2 separate regions of the Mus musculus genome follow, and region 1 is linked to region 2. Evidence: chromatin contacts called from public Hi-C data. All regions are on one chromosome and are shown on one strand. The core of a region is the stretch at or near the end of the contact, and the rest is flanking DNA. Distances in the headings are between cores, read along the strand shown.

What was found. A called contact is a pair of places that touch in the nucleus more often than the background predicts.
Region 1: a contact with region 2 is called in a Hi-C map of pancreatic cancer cells, with 3 times the contacts expected there. The contact joins two enhancer-like sites. A contact is called at or near these places in 2 of 484 Hi-C or Micro-C datasets (hematopoietic stem and progenitor cells and pancreatic cancer cells), 2 of 115 datasets of contacts at active chromatin or transcription factors (embryonic stem cells and pancreatic cancer cells) and 1 of 9 other capture datasets (liver).

What each region holds. Positions count from the first base shown.
Region 1 is chr10:59,723,354-59,727,595 of GRCm38.p6, forward strand. All of the region lies in intron 1 of Micu1 (mitochondrial calcium uptake 1), which reads left to right. Among named protein-coding and RNA genes, the nearest start is that of Micu1, 23 kb to the left of the region's middle. Within about 2 kb of position 1,453, at least 49 of the 459 cell types and tissues checked have an H3K27ac peak or open chromatin away from gene starts, as enhancers often do. A contact at or near this core is called in pancreatic cancer cells, where this site is marked.
Region 2 is chr10:59,537,057-59,541,867 of GRCm38.p6, forward strand. All of the region lies in intron 1 of Mcu (mitochondrial calcium uniporter), which reads right to left. Among named protein-coding and RNA genes, the nearest start is that of Gm40671, 36 kb to the right of the region's middle. Within about 2 kb of position 2,580, at least 171 of the 459 cell types and tissues checked have an H3K27ac peak or open chromatin away from gene starts, as enhancers often do. A contact at or near this core is called in pancreatic cancer cells, where this site is marked.

The sequences.
Region 1 (4,242 bases), core at 203-2,702, 190 kb after region 2:
ACCCTGATCATGCTTGTGGACTTGGGGGCTTAATGCTGCTGCTGAGCCATACACACAACTCAGTGTTTTCAGCTGGCTACTTATAAAATGGGTGGGGAAGGAAAACTATTATTCCTTTAGCTTCTCCAAGGTCTTCAGTTGGGCTCATTGGAATGAAAAATAGATTAGTGGAGGAAAGAAAATAAAATGGCAGGTTATTAACATACGTATGTCATCTACATATAGGAAAAATGAGTTCATTTCAAAGAGTGGACCTTAAAATTAAATTCAATCTTCTGCTGAAACCAAGGGTTCTTTTGCCTGCACCTCCTGTTCTGAAGGAGGAGCTCTGGGATTTCAGGTGTACACCACCACGTCTGGCTTTTTGAAGGTGGGTTCTGTCAGGCTTGCTCTGTGTCCTCTACCCTCTGAGCCCTCGTTCTACCATCCCCCAACCCCCATCGTTCTCCAGGGCTGCTTCTCTCAGGCCATGCTTTCTTATTACAAGAGATTTTTTTTTCAAAGAAAAAATTTCTCTCTCTCTCTCTCTCTCTCTCTGTGTGTGTGTGTGTGTGTGTGTGTGTGTGTGTGTGTGTGTGTGTGTGTATGTGTGTGTGTGTATGTGATAAAAACTCTTCAGTTTGGCACTCAGAGATCTTCCCGATTGAGATCAGCCACACTCAATCAGGAAGATCTCTGAGTGCCTGATCTAGTCTCCCGGTCTTGCCAGAGCAGCTCTTCAGCTTGTGCGCTGGCTCTACTCCTCTTTGTCACCTTGAGAATCCCCTAGGGCCCTTTCCTTCTGGTGATGACCACAGTCCCTCCACTGTGTGTGCTCTTTGTGCTCTTTGTTGCTGTTGTCAGAAGCAAAGCTATTCATATCTACACATGCGCACATCTGGGAAATGGTCATTTAAAAATGAACCAGAAAAGGAAAGAGTAAGAAGTTATATGGTAGGAGGAAAAGATAAGGGTTGGCCTCCTTTGGATTTTATTAGCATATGTGCAGAAATGGGAGATGAGCTCTGGGATGGGGGAGGGGAGGCTGCTGGAATTGTGTTTCTGAAGCTTAAGTCACAGAAAGTAAATGTGTCCCCATTCTGTCTATATGGACAGCAGATAAAGTTCCTGCGTTGACAGTGAGCCTGGCCTGGGATCCTCCCTCAGTCTCAGGGAAGAGTCAGTAACAGGCCAGTGACTGGATCTGACATGAGTCCCGATAGCCAAACACAGTTATTTTAGTAAATTAGAGGTTGTTAACATACATAAATATTAGGAGTAAGGACCTGTGTAATTAATACTACACAGATGTTTCTCTTGTGGAAATAAATAGTTAAATAGTCTATGCCTAGCTGTGCCCAACTGTGTGTCTACAAAAGGGGGAAAAACATTTGGAGGAACTCAGAGCTGAGTCAGGAAGCAGGTCTCTGGGTAAATACATTGCCCTGGGTAGATGCATGCCAAGTCCAGGGTCATTTAAATTACAGAGCAGTGTGCTATGCAGGGTGGACACCATGCATGCACAGAGGGAGAGGTGACTAACTCAGTGCATTCCTTACCAAAGGTTAAGTAAGGGCTCTGCCTTCCTGTGGAGAGAGAGAAGGAGGAAGGACCAGTTGTGGCCTCCAGGTCATTGCTGAGAGGGAAAAAAAAATCATTCTCCATTAATTCTCTTGATAGAACTGTCTAAAAAGAGCCTAAGGTTTGGGGCTGTCCCTGACTTTCTGCCCTTCCATCAGAATTTTGAGCTGATCTGAGGCTGACAGTGAAGAGAGATAAAAGCTGACTGAGCGCCTCTGCCACTTCTAGTCTTTGTTGCTGTGTCGATGTCTGCATGTGGAGGCCAGAGGCCAGCCTCGGTCTTGGCCATGTTCTCTAGGCACCATCTACCATCTGGCTGTGGATTTTTTGTTGTTATTGTTGTGGGGTTTTGTTGTTCTTGTTTTGTTTTTGAGACGGGGTATCCCTGGCCCAAAGTTTGTCAAAGCTGCCCAGTGATCTATCTGCCTGTCCTGATTTATTTTGTTGGGTTTTAGTTATTGTTTTGAGACAGGGTTTCACTGTGTAATCCTGGCTGTCCTGGAACTTACTATGCAGACCAGGCTGGCTTCTATCGCCCAAGTGCTACTATGAAAGGCACGCACCAGTCTGCGAGGCTTACAAATCAACATGGACTCTGGGAGCTGATAAGATCCTTGTGTTTGTAAAGTACCATGGAGCCCTCCATGACTCCCTCGCGCCCATTTAGAATTTGTTTGTACTTCGTTAGGTAGCATTTTAGAAATGCCGTTTTAAAATGTTTCAAGGAGCCGGCAAGATGGCTTAGCTGTTAAAGGCCCTTGCCACCAAGCCTAACAGCCCAAGTTCAATATCTGGGATATACCTGGGGATAGAAGAGAACTGACTTCTGTCAGTTTTCCTCTGGCCTCCACACATATGCCATGGCATCTGTGCATGTACACACACACACACACACACACACACACACATGCATACTCACACACACACACTTAAGCATGTAATAAAAATGTAAAAAGAATGTTTCAAATATGTCTTGCTTCCTTAGAACCTAAACTATTGGTCATCTTTCAGATGACTCTCATGGCCGGCCAGCATGGATTTAATCAGGTCATTTTTAGAAAGTGCCTTAGTCACTCTGTTGGATGTTGAATTTGTTCTCGGCTGAGGCCGTGAAGAGCCCCCAGTTTTTGTGGCTCTCACTGTCAGACATCTTTTCTCAGCAGCGACCTGAAGGTCTGCCATGCTCAGCTGTTTCAGCTGGAGCGGACAGTGATTTGTTCAAGCCTCTTTCTTGTGGAAGCCAGGTGGAAGGGCCAGTGTCTACTTCCAGAATGGTCTCTAGGTGTCACAGAGGAAGACTAACAGCAGCATGTGCTAAAAGGACTTTGCAGAACTCCTCTGTGTTCCTCGGAATGAGGGACACGATGAGACACGCACCCCAAATTAAAAGATTAGGAAAGCAGAGTTCGCCTCTGGGATGCGGGCTGTGAAGTTGAGTGTGTGTTGAGCAGTAATACGAACAAATATGGATGTGTCTGTCTTATGATGGAAAAAAAAGTCTATTTAGAGTTAGTCAGCAGGACCCAATGGGAAGGGTATTCAGGAGGGACGCAGGCCTCCTTTCCTTCAGAGCTCATCGGGTGACACAAGAGCTTCTGCACAGCTGTGTCAGGCATCCTTGACATCTGTAGGGAGCACGGGTGTGCTGTCTTCCGTGCTCCTTGGGGGAGCTTGATGATTTTCAGTGCCCAGGCTTATTTCTCTTGAGGGCGCCCTTCAGACAGTATGTGAGCTGCTTCCGTGTCCAGGCTGCCAGGAAGGTGGGTGTCATGCACTCTGGTTTGCTCTATGGATGTCAGCACAGCGTTCTCAGCCTTTGAAACCTTGTTTTGGTGATTGAGAAGGGCAGGGACTTCACTCTTGGTACCATCTTGATGAGGTCCCAATACTAAACAAAACGTTAAAGCAGTGGTTCTTAGCCCAGAGGGTTCTCTAATGACCTATTAACAGGGGTAGCATATCAGATAGTCTGCACATCAGATATTTACATTATGATGCATAGCAGTAGCACAATCACAGTTCTGAAGTAGCAATGAAAATAACTTTATGATGGGGGGGAGGTGTCACCACACACAAGTAACTGTATTAAAGGGTAGCAGCATTGGGAAGGTTGAGAACCACTGCATTGAAGGAATTTCTTTCTTTAGTATTTATATTTTAACTGTGACATGAAAAGAATCTGGTAGGGAGGGAGCTTTCCCAGGGCTAGCAGTGAGAAAGGGTTAAATCAAACTTCAATGGCTTTAATGGAAGCACCTCTCAGCATTAAGGCATGAAATAGCAAGAACTTCCAGCTACAATGTGGCACCGTCTAGCTTCAAGCTCTGGACCCCACTGCTTTCTCCCATGGATTTTCAGGCGCGAGTCACACTTGAGCAACTTTCTCCCTTTAAATTTCCTGTTTCTCACCAGGAGCCGGGCGTGCAGGGGGAGAGCTGTCCCTTCTGATTCTGTGTGCTCTCATTGTTACTTCTGTGCTGTTCGCACCTCAGTGGGACATTCAGGAGCTTCCCCTGATCCAAGTGCCTGACCAACAGATTCTCCTGCCATGAGTTCTTGTGGCTTTTCCTGGCATTCCCCCAAAATGGCTTTCTAGTACATTTTGCTGATATGATACCTCGGTAAAATTCCCAAGTTTCCATAGTTTTGTCCTCTCCATAAGATCTGGGAATCATCCCTGGT
Region 2 (4,811 bases), core at 1,330-3,829:
GAGGTCCTGAGTTCAATTCTCAGCACCCACATGGTGGCTCACAACCATCTGTAATGGGATGCAATGCCCTCTTCTGGTGTGTCTGGAGACAGCTACAGTGTACTCATACACATAAGATAAATAAATAAATCTTAAAAAAAAGAAAAAAAAAAGAATAGATGGCCTTTCCCCATCGCACCCCAGCCAGGCCCAAAACAGGCACACATTCTGTGCCACAAGGTGCAAACTCAGCATAATTGTCTTTCAATTTATATTTTCTTCAACTTGATATAAAGGTCGTTTATAGTGTTAAACTTGGGAAAAGTTTATTGAATGCTTAAGAATACGTCCCTTGAACAATCCCTCCCTTCCTACATACGCATGTCCTTGCGTTTGGCCATGTGAGGTCCAGTCCATGGTGACTTCTAAAAGAAGGTAGGGAAACCTGAGCTTACTGGTGTGGACGAAAGCAGGTAGCAAGGAGACAACTAACGCTGCAGACGTCTCTGCCCACGCATCATGTCTTCAGGAAGGCTGCACTTAGTCGGAAAGCTGGGGACACTGTATGTGCGTGCTTCTGCATAATTTAATCCCAACCCTCCTGTGACCTGTAACTATCATCCTTACCCTTTCTATAAACACTGACACCCAGGGCGGGCACAGGGCAGAGAGCAGCCCGTGACTGAAATCAGACACATCTGATTCTAAGCACAGCTCTTCCCACGATGTGACTCATTGGGAGGAGAGTAAACAATGGCTGGCTACTCCCTAACATTCCAGTGCAGTCCACAGCAGCCCAGCTATTGAACCAACCCTGCCAAAACCCCACAGCCAGCCGGGACTACAAACTGGTGTTGCCTCTGACTCTGCAATTCATACCTACTGAAATGATCTCTCAACAGATCAGTCTACTAAAGTGTCTTTATTTTATTTTATTTTATTTTATTTTATTTTTTAAGACAGGGTCTCACTATGTAGCTCTGGCTCTCTGGAACTCACTACGTAGGCCAGACTGGCCTCGAACTCAGAGAGCTGCCTGCCTCTGTCTTCTGAGGGCTGGGATTTAAGGTATGTGCTACCACACTGGCGATCTGTCATCTTGTGTGTTCACTGTAGTAAACTGCCTTCCTTGAGTCTTGTAACTCTCCTCTCAAACTGGAGAGAAGCGGCTTGGAGTGGAGGAAGTGGCTATTTTCTTCAGGATCCCTAAATTGCTCGACATGTCCCTGGAATACACAGTCAGTAAACAACTATTAATTAAGAGTTGCTGAGCAACGCTCCTTTGATTTCTATAAAAACCTCCTTTGTCTCAGGGATCCCTTCATTCATTTCCATGATTACACCGACAACTGACACTAGATTAAAATAAATGGCTACACATGCATTATAGTGCTTTTCTTGCAAATTAAAATAAGATGAAAACCCGCAGCCTTGTGAGGTCTTACAGAAGCCTGGCCCGGGGACACTCGGAGATAAATGGAGCTTCATTTCCACTTGGAGAATTTACATAGACACTCAAAGTGAGAAAGAAAACGCAATTCTTGACTACATACCAACACATAAAAGCAGCTCATCTCAACCCCAGATAAATAGCTACTGAGCAAGCGTGCCTCCCTAGAGTACCTCTGGCTCTTTCATATTCAGTTTCCTCTAAGCTGCCACTAAATGTGACGGTCACAGAATGTTTTTAGACACTGGGGTTTCTATTATGACCATTTAAAATAAAAACAAAAACAAAACTCTGGTGTGTTTTTAAAATGTCACCCTCAGTCTCTGCATACCACCTGCAACTTTACGGGACCCCAGTGGGAGGGGTGGCTGGGGAGGAATCAGGATGGTGTGTGAAGGCAGAGATGACAAGTGTGGTAAGCTCAACCACTAACCTTGCCGCAGAAGCACCAAGGTTATGAGGAAAGCCCTGACTGGCAGCAGCGCAGGCAGGGTTGTCTGGAGAGGCGGCCACCACCAGGCGTTCCGCTCACTGTGTGAGGGAGCTGAGGAGATTCTCCTGCTGGATCACGCAAGGGCAGCTGCATGCCTAGCAGCTACAACAGTGGTTCTCAACCTGGGGGTCGCGATCCCTCTGACAAAACCCTCTATTATCCAAGATTACAGTTATGGAGTAGCAACAAAAATAGTGTTGTGGCTGGGGGTCAGCACAACATGAGGAACTTTATTAAGGGGTCACGGGACGAGGAAGGTCCTGAACCACTGAGCTAGGGGCAGGAGAACTCTAGGTGAGGGAGAACAAGGGCCACCCCTGCCTGTGCATCCTAGAATCGCAAACTCATTTGGCAACAGCAAGGTCCTTCTTGAACAGCTTCATCAAGGGAGTAAAAGCTACGTTCTCCAGAAACTGATTGGCGTTTTAAATCATTCTCTTCATGCTTTCCTGCTCCTCTCTGCAACAAGAGCACGGGCCACTCTGGTGCTGAAATGCATTAGCATTTAGGAATTACCCGAATTGCTCTTGGGGGGAGGGATCCCCGTGGCAAGATATGGCTGCTGTTCTGCACACTTCAGGCGGAGCGCGCCCAGCTCTCGCCCACGCACACCTACGGCCAGGCTTTCCCCGCCGCCGCCGCCACCGCTGCTCTGAACCTAGCAGGCTGCTGCTCCGCCTCCCTGGACAGCAGCACATTAGCATTGCTGGGAGCTGCCCACAACCCAGAGGGCTTTTCCTGACAGACAAGGACAGTCAGAGATTTAATCCCTACAGACAACTGCTTTGTGGGACTTTCCAGCAAGCCCATTGCCAATTCTTCAACCTCTCTCCTACAGCTAAATGCAGTCCACTGAAAAGATTCCATTTGCTCTCAACAAAATTCAGGAAAATCAGACGTGACTACCCCGGAGCTCGATTTTAAAGTTAATGAATCACATTCACGTTAGTTAGCTTTAAACCCGGCAGTTGCTATCTGCACTGAGGGACACTTTTCAAGGAGATCTAATAAAACTGAGCCGCATCCTCCCAATGGGGCGGTTATTACTTGGATAGGAGCTGAAAAATGAAAACTAAGAAAGCAAAATCCTTCATGCTCCCCTTTGCCTCTGATCAAATCTTGCCCCTCTCTGCCTGTCATTCGCTTTGGGTCTCAAGGCAAAGTAGAATAAAGTCTATTTGGAATGCTGACACCTCCTAGATCCAGGCCTGGGGCTACCCACCCCTGCAGTACAGCACAGTGGGTTAACCCAGAAGCCACAGCACCCAGCAGTGTGGGTCTCCCACAACAGGAAGGACTAAGCCAGAAGCCACAGCACCCAGCAGTGTGGGTCTCCCCACAATAGGAAGGACTAAGCCAGAAGCCATAGCACCCAGCAGCGTGGGTCTTCCCCTGGCCTCCCTTGGACTCTGCAGCAGGGTTAATTGTGTGGAACAGCCAAAATGGTATAGTAATTGGATATTGACTTTGGGGGGTTGATAATTTCTTTAACGCCTATGGCCTCAGACTTTCTAATGAGCCTTTCCTTAATCTGTGGTTGAAAACTGAAGAGTTGAGGACACGGTAAAAGATTTTCTAAGAAGGAAAGGAGAGAGGGCAGATGCAGGTGAATATTTTGCCCAGTCACACTCCTAGCCTTTGGAGGTCAGCATGGAAGGCCCTTCCTGCAGGCATCCTTTTAGGGGTGCAGGCCATTCCCTACCACCCCCTATCTGTATGCTTTGCCTGGAAAACTCCCTGCTTTCTCTTTTCTTTGGAGAAAAAATAAACCGTGTCTGCTCTATATTAATGATTTACAACAATCCCTTCCCCATCTCTATCCTGTAAGGTTTAACTTGGGCATTCCACTCTTGGACTTTTCCCACAAAAGAAAGCAGACTAGAAACCTGCTTTCTAGAGGTAAGCACACAGCATACCTCTACCAAGTGATAAGATCCATCTTGAAAGCAGTCTCCATGATGACGTCTCTAGCCAGCATGGAGGATGGATGTGCAACTCGGTGACTTCAATCAAACTATTTAATGAAGTACTTAAGGTAGATATTGATTATGCTTAAAGTGCATTCTGCAAACCTCACGTCAATTGAGTTACTGTTTCTTTTTTTATAGATGAGAACTCCCTTCACACTTTCCTGTAGAACTGCTGGCTTCAGGTTAGACACCACCAGTCTCAAGGCCTTGCCTAGTTCTGCGCTAAGTTGGTTCAAGGCTAGACAGCTGCACTACTCAGGGTAACCTCTGGCTTGATGTGCACATATGTAAGGAACTAAACAACTAGTGAGAGGAACAACCAGACGCACATCCTGATGAAGTGAAAAAATAAAGCAACCTGGGGGGGGGGCTGGTGCATTTTAACTGCTGTGTTACCAAAGCTGGCCTGATCCTCCAGCTTCAGCCTCCCAAGTGCTGGGCTAGGTAGGATTTGTAAGTGCAAGGGGATGAGAGAGGATGGGGAGGGAACACGCATACCGTGAAGGCAGGGATGTAGGTGGCACTCGAGGGCACAGGAATGAACACACCTAAGCAGCCCGCATTGTCTACCGACAGTTAGTGCTCCTGGTTCCTGAATGCATGGCCAGGCAGCCCTTGTTCTTCATTTTGGTTCTAGTCAGCAAGGGTGATGGAAGATTCCGGAACACAATGCAGAGACTCACGATCCAGGAACTGGAGCGAGAAGTCTGCAGAGTCCTGGCAGCCCTCAGAGTTTCTCTCATGGAAGGGATCCCAGACCCAGACATCTGATGGAGACGAGAGGGTACTTCCTGCCTCTGCAGATGCTGCCCAGGGATGGTGCTAAGTCAGTGTCCGCTCTGTTAGCATCCTCTATAGAGATCTCGTCGCTAGCCGGGCTTGAGGATCATTACCCTTTTGGCTGATCTGCAAGGACCGT